Linked DNA regions of Rattus norvegicus: region 1 is linked to region 2. Evidence: chromatin contacts called from public Hi-C data. All regions are on one chromosome and are shown on one strand. The core of a region is the stretch at or near the end of the contact, and the rest is flanking DNA. Distances in the headings are between cores, read along the strand shown. Region 1 has its middle 71 kb from the start of Rnf19a. Region 2 holds the start of Rnf19al1 (ring finger protein 19A, RBR E3 ubiquitin protein ligase like 1).

Evidence for each region. A called contact is a pair of places that touch in the nucleus more often than the background predicts.
Region 1: a contact with region 2 is called in a Hi-C map of kidney, with 1.9 times the contacts expected there. The contact joins the enhancer-like site here to the promoter of Rnf19al1 in region 2. A contact is called at or near these places in 2 of 12 Hi-C or Micro-C datasets (kidney and liver).

Annotation. Positions count from the first base shown.
Region 1 is chr7:69,419,458-69,423,915 of GRCr8, reverse strand. No RefSeq gene overlaps it. Among named protein-coding and RNA genes, the nearest start is that of Rnf19a, 71 kb to the right of the region's middle. Within about 2 kb of position 1,280, at least 6 of the 93 cell types and tissues checked have an H3K27ac peak or open chromatin away from gene starts, as enhancers often do. A contact at or near this core is called in kidney, where this site is marked.
Region 2 is chr7:69,345,011-69,349,787 of GRCr8, reverse strand. Rnf19al1 (ring finger protein 19A, RBR E3 ubiquitin protein ligase like 1) reads right to left here and starts at 1,542. Exons shown (of 5, transcript XM_039080605.2): 1 at 1,504-1,542; 2 at 1-295. The coding sequence starts at 1,542. The region is part of intron 1 of Rnf19a (ring finger protein 19A, RBR E3 ubiquitin protein ligase); the gene reads left to right.

The DNA.
Region 1 (4,458 bases), core at 31-2,530, 74 kb before region 2:
GTTTAGTCATCAGGGCAGTTTCATTAAAGCACTGTGGCATGACATTGCCATGTCAGACATTGTGTTAGGATATGTATGTAAACCTAAAAAGAAAATTCCCAGTGGATAATAAAAATATAGGTGATTTTTTTCTTCTGTATTTTCCAAAGTTTCTGAAAAACACAGATATTACTCTTATAGCAGGATTTATGAGGTGTGTGTGTGTGTGTGTGTGTGTGTGTAGGGGGGTTTATAAGGCTTAGCCAACACAGAAATTCTCTGGGGAGCTTAGGCACCCAAATCTAGATTGCTCACTGAATTTTCTAGGTGTCCTCAGTCCACTTCCTGTCCACAGAACATTATTTACTGTCTGCTTCACCTCAGCCACAGAGTCTACTTAGGAAACATCAGTGAATTATTAAATGCTTGGATATCTCTACTAATTAACAAAACCAGTTAAAAATGATAGGCTAACATCTTACTGTTTCCTCTTATGAGCATGTATAAACTGGTTATGACTTGTGCTTGTTATCAAAGGAATGAGCACTGCTGACAAATTGTCCTACTGTGCGCCTGCTTGCAGAGCAGGACGGCAGAGAGGGCACAGGGGATGCAGCTCTGAATCCTGGGCCTGGTGTGCTGTTTTCCCAGTAGGTTGGCGAAGTCCTTGGGGGTCACTTTCTCAGTGCATCTGTGCGCACAGAAGAGACTGCCTGGGTTTACTCTCTGCTAACTTAGCTCCTTTTAACTCAAAGGACAAGGTCTATTTGAATAAACTGACTAATCCTGATATCATGATTCTGGTTGTCCAAAGATAAGATGGTTTTAAGACAAAATATGAACAAATGAAAGCACATTTGTAATATTCTAATAGATCCAGGCTGAGACTGTGATCAAGGACATAGCAGAAAGAAAAGAGCAAACCAGGAAGAAATCTGGACAGCTTTGACACAGGACTGTGTCCCGGCGTCAGCCTCCCCAGCCGTTTTCGTTTAACTGGTAGACAGTAAAGAGAAACTATGAAAGTTGTCCAAGTTGTCCAAGACTTGACTGAGCGACCCAACACTCTTCTCAGATGAAACTCGGGAAATGGATAGAGATAAGGACAGTAATTTAGCCCAAGTGCGGCAAAGTGAATTAATTCTCTTGAGGGTCTGTGGATTGACTTGAGGGCCTGCTTCCTACAGTTTAGCTCCTGCAGCGTCCTGGCTGTCTCTGGAGTCCTCGGGGAGGGGAACTCGTAAGCTAAGCAAGCAGCATGGCTGCCAAGCAGGCTGGAAGGACACCTCAGTGACTCTGCAACTCTAATCTTCATCTTCAGCTGTCCTCAGTCTGACGGGGCGAGGCTGGGGCAGACGGGAGGAGGGTTTAGAATAGTGATCAGCCTGCTACAGCTCAGAAATAGAAGTCATTTGGCTCTTGTCTCTCTTAAAAGCTTAACTTGGGAAATCCAGGTCCCACCATAGAAATCATTAATGCTACGTGTACTGGTTTGTCAGTCACTTTTATTTCATCTAAACTGCAGACATTCTCACTGGGCTTGTTCTGGGGGGAGGTGGGGGAAGAGGATCCACATTACTACGCTTCCACATAGCCTCTTGTGAGGACTGTAGCTAACATACCATTATTTTGTCCTGTGAGCAGCCCAGGAACACTGGCTTGAGGAAGCTTGCCCGAGACCTCAGTAAACATAGCTGAAATGGCTAAACCACCATCCATCCACCGCCAAGGGCTGCTTGTTCCACAGTAGTCTAACTGATTCGGAGAAGTATCAAGAACCCAGTCTTCTAAAAGCAGGCAAAGTACACTTCATGGACTCTGTGTACTTAAGAGAGACTATTTTATTCATGCGCCACCTCCCGGGGCTTGGCTCAGACATTATTGTTCTCTTTCAGGAAGCCAGGGTCTAAGTAAATCTCATTGTCTGCCGTGGTGCTTGCAGTAGGATAGTCCAGCTCAGACTCTGCTGGGCTGCTCAGAACCTGTCTGGGGCTTTCCTAGTTCTCCCTGGTACCTCACCCACCCTGTCAGGAGGATTTAGGCTCTGACTACAGAATCTCAGAACAAAACAGGGGAAAGTTTTATCTTGAGTCTCAAGGATAGACATGAAGAGATCACAAACACCATCAAAAGTAACAATCTGTTTTTCTTTTCTTTTCCTAGGGAAACTTGTGGCCATTTGTTTTTTATAAGCTCCATGTCACACGCTAAGTTTGACTTGAGGCCCAATGATCACTCGCTCTGCTGCTTCAGGGGGCTGGGTGTTGTTCTGTCTCAGTAGCCACTGACCCCACCTTACTGACCAACAGTGGAAAATGGCAAAGAGGGCTGTTCAGGGAGAAGGTTGGTATTTACCTTAATGCTGGATCCTGCAGTGCCTTTCAAAGGGCTGTAAAGAAGATTCATGCCCAAGAATCTCCATCAGGGCACTCAGCCAAGCTGGGCCTTAGCGCCCATCAGAATGGTGAGTGAGCAAAGGCACTGGGAAGGGTGGCAGGAGCTGGTAGGGACACAGAGCCGCCTCACAGGCACAGCTCGGAATGTTGAGCCTTTCCTCAGAGGGCACAAACTGACAATTTCCATCTGGGAAACTTTATTCTGGGAAATTTTATTTTGTAAGATAAAACATTTTAAATGTTCTAATAATATCCTCATATGAATATCACAGGGAAAAACAAATAAAAATTATTTTGTAGCATCCTCCAATGAATATACATAGGGAAATGTTAATTTGTTTATTTATCTACGTATTGTGTGTGTGTGTGTGTGTGTGTGTGTGTGTGTGATAGGTGTGTGGGCATGTGGAGACTAGAAGAGAGTACTGGATGTCCTTCTATGTCATTCTCTGCTTACTCCTTTGATGCTGGTCCCTCCTTCAACCTGGGGCTTGATGGCCTTGAACTGGAAACTTGCAAACCCCAGAGTCTGCCTTCATCAGAGCTGAGTTACGGGTGTTGTCATTCCTTCTAGCCTCCACCCCACAGTTACCTGGCAATCTCTCTCTCTCTCTCTCTCTCTCTCTCTCTCTCTCTCTCTCTCTCTCTCTCTTTCGCTCTCGCTCTCGCTCTCGCTCGCTCTCTTTCCCTCTCGCTCTCTCGCTCTCCCGCTCCCACTCTCGCTCTCACTCTCGCTCTGCCTTTCTCTATCTCTTCCACCTCCTCAACTCCCCTTCCATGCCTGAAATAAACTCTGTTTTTACTATCCCTTCGTGTGGCAGGTCCCTCAGGGGGAGGGATGCCTCAGCATGGGCCTGCAGAGGCACCCCCCTCGACCTCATCATATCTCACTCTGCCAAACATATCCTGGTTCTTTTTTTTTTATGAAACACAAAGACAGGTGTGCCCCAGATGCCTGGTTTGTTACATGAATGCTTAGATGGGTTGCATAGCAAGGGTCTGTACCTGCCTGACTTCACGTGCACTGAGTACCTGCAGGAGCCGAGGACGCCAGAAGGCATGGGGTTCTCTGGAACTGGTGTTGCTGCAGGCAGTTGTTCCGTGTGGGTGGCAGGAGTTGAACCCAGGTCCTCTGTAGGGACAGCAAGCCCTTTTAACCACTAAGCCATCTCTTCAGCCACCATAACAAGGCCTTGTAACCACTGAGGTATCTCTGCAGCCCAGGTAGGGAAAATATTTTTTCAAAGCTAAACATGGAAAGAATTTAAATCCGGAAACTCAGGCAAAGGAACTTTATTTAACTTAAAACCAGCATTAGTAGTTTTCCATTAGACTCCTTATCTTTTCATGCACACCTTGTTACAAATACGGCTTTCTTGCTATTTCCCGCTATTAAATTCCACACTGTGCGATTACTTTCACCATAAAGTTCGTGAGGTTTTCAGTTCTGTGATGAAAGCTGTGGCTTGCCAGACTCTGGTGTGCCTTCAGCCAGCCCTGCCGGTGCCCCAAACAGATTTCTTGTTATTAAGATAATTTGCTATTATGGCATTTTAGGAAGAAGGAAGTTTTCTCTAATGGCTAATTTTAGAAACAGAGGCACAGATGCTCAAAAGTATTGTCTTGGCAGTTCCTAAGAACTTCCTGTTGTATCCCCTTCAGAGTTGTAATAGCTACTATGTAACAACCTCAGAATGAATGGTGGGGCTTTCCTTAGCCATTCATAAATTATAATCACAAACACCAGCTCTCCTAGATGATGGTGATGGAAGGGAAGACACGGGGGTGGAGTGGGGTGGGGGTGGGGGTGGAGTGGGGTGGGGGTGGGGGTGGAGTGGGGTGGGGGTGGGGGTGGAGTGGGGTGGGAGTGGGGGTGGAGTGGGGTGGGGGTAGGCATGAGGGTGGGGACTAGGTATAGGGGTGGGGATGGAGAGTAATGGGGACAGAACACACAGGACAAACAGACCAAAACAACAGTAGGAAATCCAAGACAAGGAGGTAGCGCTTGCTGAATACTCTGTAAACCCAGGGAAAAGGTGTCCTGTTTGTTAACATGATTATGCTAGTCTTTATCCACAGAATG
Region 2 (4,777 bases), core at 293-2,792:
GGACTCTTTCTGGGCCTCGCCGCACACTGGGCGCCGCGGACTTCGCCCCCGATGCCTGCCGCCTGGGGCCCGGGAGGGCGGCGGGGAGATGACCGCCTCCTTTGCGATCGGAGATCGCGCACACGCTCTGGCACCGGCGGGGAAAGCCGTGTGGCCTGGGGATGAACGAGTGAACGGGGGTCTTCCGGGACTCCACCTCCGGGGTGTTCCCTGCCCTCACCCGGAGTGAGGCCACCACTTTGAATTGCCAGTTTTCCCTTCGATCTGGGATTCCACTCTGCTGTTGCTCTCTTCTCTTTTTCCATTTCCATTAATGGGAAGAAGTGGTTTAGGGTTCATTAATCCTGAGACAAGGGCAGCTTAAAAGAGGGAAGAGGATGGTGAAGCCTATGTATGGGAGAAAGAAAGGTTTAATTTTTGTTCGTTGGCGCCCTTGGAGATAGAAATACACGACGGTGCTTTACTTTGTGTAGGGTTTACTGTTGAGAATGTCGCAGAATGTTGGTAATGTTAGAAAGGACGGCCTTTAAATGCCGCTGCAATTTTCAAACCTAGTGGTTGGCTAGAAAGGCAAACGGGAGGCATGAAAGCTGTCCTTCCCTTGTTTGGTGCCTTCAAAATATTTTGATCTTCCTCATTCTACTTTGGTATGTGTGTACCTGTCAGTCTAGTCTTTGATTATTTCTTATTTTAACCTGGATTTCTTGACCCTTTTCATTGTATGTAGTGTGACGATATACTTGTCTTTTTTTCCCTTTCCGGTTTTGCTGTAAACCGGTCTCTGTGCACATCCTACTGCTTCTGTTTGTAATTCTAGTCATTTCCATATTTGCCTGCTTAAGCTTATTTAACACGGAAATGTCTGTATTGAATCAAAATGTAAATAATTAGAAAATGGCGATGTCCTTACTTTCAAATGTTCTTTACTTGGTACATACAATTTTATGGACAAAAATTTGGTATTAAGTCTTGAGACTTACAAACCAAATTATGCAAAACAAAAGCAAGCCTTTAAAAAAAAATACTGTATACAGTGTAACCTTAAATTTCATGTGACCATGGAAAATTTTAATGTCATTGGAAGGTGTCTTTCTGAGGAAGAATGCATATGGCAGCTAACCTGAGTGTACTTTTTCTAATATTTTATCGATTCTCATTCTAGAACCCCATAGGGTTAATTTTTTTTAAATTGCAGGATTATTTTAGAAGTTGAAACAAGCCTGTGCCTTACTGAAATAGCTGCATGAGGCGTCTCGTCTTGGAGATGCCTCAGTCGAACATTAAAATTATAAAGAATTGTTCATTATACTGTTGCCTAGCAAATGTTAGAATTTAATTTTGAATATTTGTGGCAATGTGTTGAATTTTCTGTACCTTTTTTAATCTGGCAAAATGATAGTACCATATTATTTTCTATTTAAGTGTTTTTAACGATACTTAAGCACCAGGTAGAAAGTAAATGGTCTTGACTTGCCATGTTTGAACACTGCGTCCAAACAGTACTTTTGCTGTTGTTGTGAGTATAATGTACTCAGGAGTCATTGCCGTGCCCCCGCCCCCACCACTTTTTTTTTTTTTTTTTGGTTCTTTTTTTTCGGAGCTGGGGACCGAACCCAGGGCCTTGCCCTTCCTAGGTAAGCGCTCTACCACTGAGCTAAATCCTCAGCCCCCTTTTTTTTTTTTTTTTTTTTTTTTGGAGAAAGGGTTTCACCATGTAACTTGGTTGGTTGGTCTTGATCTTGCTATGTATACAACGCTGGCTTTGAACTCACTAGGTTCTTGCCCCTGATAGTATTAAAGGCCTATTCCCCTTTGCTAGGCTTGGAGACACCACTGTACTTTAATGGGATGTAGATGTGTGCATAATTTTAGGCAGGTGTTTGTGTGGGTGTATATGAGGCTAGTCCTGAGGATAGGGCCTTACATAAGCTAGGCAAGTATCCTACTACCTCCGCCCTCTTTGCTTGAGACAAGCTTTAAGCTTTTTACCTTTATTTTTTCTTCTTTTTTGTCTTTTGAAAAGGATCTTGTATATTTGTATGACAAGCCTTGGGTTTTCCTAAACTCTTAGATATAGCTCAGAAATCATTTAGTTTTTAGTCAGCCCATACCACCTCATAAACATATTCTCTAATCACTTGCCTCCCATCTCTTTGTTAGTATCTGCTTGTAATGTAGTTAGTTACTCTAGGATCCAGGTGGGAACATTGTTAGAAGCTAACTGAGCAATTTAGTTAGACCCCATGGCAAGCAGCAACAGTAACACCAATCATCAGTCATCACCATCATCTGGAGGGCACTGAAGGTTGAGAAATGGAGAAGACAAAATAATTGTGATCACTTGTAAACGTCCCGAGTCGAGTGCTTGGCTTGGAGTAAGCTTGTGATAAATTTGGGTACCTTTATGTCATAGTTACTCATTTATATCTTCCATACTCAGAAAACAGAAAATTTTAGAGGATTGTTCCTTGTCTTCCAGATGGTACTGTAGGTGACAGTTGTCAAATGCAGGCCAGTTCTTAATGACTAAGCTTACACTCTTTTATTGATTTTTATAGTTGAGGTTTAGCTAAAAAACAAAACAAAACAAAAGTCCTTGGGCATCCTGGGCTAACAGCCAAAGTTGAATTTCTAAAGTAATATTTGATTGCATAGAACATTGATTCCATTTGTCTGGCTAGTTCTTCAGAACAAATAGCCAGTCTTAAAAGGCTCATGCTCATATAGGGAGCACTCTGGCTAAGAGACTGCTTGACTCCTATCTGGCAAATATTAATTAGATTAGTTATGAATAACTGAATTTTCTTTACCTAGGCAGTTCTCCCCCTCCAACTAGGAATAATTTTCCTTTCTTTTTAAGTCACTGTGCCAATTCTTTGTTAAATGATGGAAGGTGCATAACGTTGAAACATAAGTGAGCGCACCTGTGCAGCTAAAGAGTGAAGGAGAATATTCATTGCCTAGCACATCTGTATTTCAGATGGTGGCAGACTTCAACCAAAAAGGCATTGAAATAATTTTAGGTGTTTAAGACTTGGAAACTTCATTGTTTCTATAGAGTTGTCATATGTCATACTTGATATATGAGAGTGGGGAAAACACATTTTAAATATGAGTGCCTTTAAAATACATATTACTATATTGCTTTCATTGTAATATCTGAAGAATTTTTTTTTGTGTGTTTTCATGTGTGTGGTTATTTTTGCCTGTATGTAAGTCTGTGTAGGACGTGTGCAGTTTCTGTGGAGTCCAGAAGGGGGCGTCAGATGTTCTTAGAACTGGAGTTACAGTAGTTATTAATTAGCCCTGTTGATTTGTTTTAGAAGATTTATTTAGAAGGGTTTTGTTGTCTGAAGGTTTCAGTAGGAGAGAATTAGTGAGCTGTTTTAGCTTAAAAGATAAGTTTGTGCATTGACTTTTGAAGCATAGTTTGGGACAGAAACTACTTTTGTTTAAGCCCAAAAGAAACTTTAGACCTGTGTCTTTACAAAGCCGAAGTTGTCTCTTGATATTCCACCCCTCTCCAGTGTCCCCTAAGAGTGAAGTAGCTCTTGTGTTGTGAGTAGCTAGCATGTTGCCACTTGGACTTCTAAAATTGAATCATAAGGAAGGAGCAAGTTAGTTAGGGAGGACCAAGAAGCCAGGGCAGGTTATTAGAAAACTGGTAATGGTGGCAGGGGGCAGAGGTAACTATATCTCCGAGCTCTAGGCCAGCGTAGTCTCCATACAGAGTTCAGGCCAGTCGAGCTACGTAATGAGATCCTTTCTCTAAAACAAAACCAAAAAAGCAAAAACAAAGCATTCTGGATAAGTATTCTGTACTAAAACTTACTGTATCACAAGGCAAGTTGTCATTACTCTGGAATTACAGACTTACATTTGATAATTTCTAAATGAAACCTTATCATTTGTAATTATTATATTACTATATTACTACATTGCAAGTTTTATATTACTATTTTTATGCATGGCCACACATGAGAATGTATAGTAGGTAATGTAAGCTCTGTGGTGGCACGGTTCTTCTCTTTCTTCATGCAAAGATCTTAGCACTTAGAGCACTTAGAATAATCTTGGTGTGGTGCACAGTGAAGTAATTTTAGTATTGAATATGTATTTGCCAAGTGAATAAAATATCTACCGTGTGAGACGTGCTCTCGGGTGCTTTTCTCTCTCCATTCTCTTCTGCCCTTCTCTTTTCTCTCCTCTCTCATTGCACATAGCCCAGGCGGGCATGTCCTGATCCTTCTCCTTCTCTTAAGTTATGGGATTATAAACTCTGATTATGTGGTGCTGGGGTTCAGACTCTGGGCCTTGTGCATGCTAGGAAAGCACTCTACCAGCTGAGCCACATTCTCAGCACAAGGCAGCTATTTATGGAATATACTGGGAGCCACAATTGTGAGTTAAGATTTTCCAGTTGAAGAAATAAAGTGAAACTAATTTTTGTAATAAATTTTATTTAGTCCACGCCCTATGTCACTCCAGTATGATTAACAGGCTGCTTTCATCCTCTCACCCCACAGTGGAGTGCGGCTCTAAGAGCATTTTGTATGGCATGTTCCTTCGTGCAGAGATTTCTTTGTCTTTTTATTGTCACCTTGGTAGGTTTCTTTTTAAAAAAACAAAAACAAAAAACCTTTTGAAGCCATATACAGAGTTGGCACTGCTGTAGCAGGATTTTGAGTTGGATTGAAAGGTACCAGGCCTCTCTGTTCTGCTTTATTCTGTGCCTCTTTCCTTTTCCCCGCCTGTAGCCTGTCAGATGGAGAGTGTA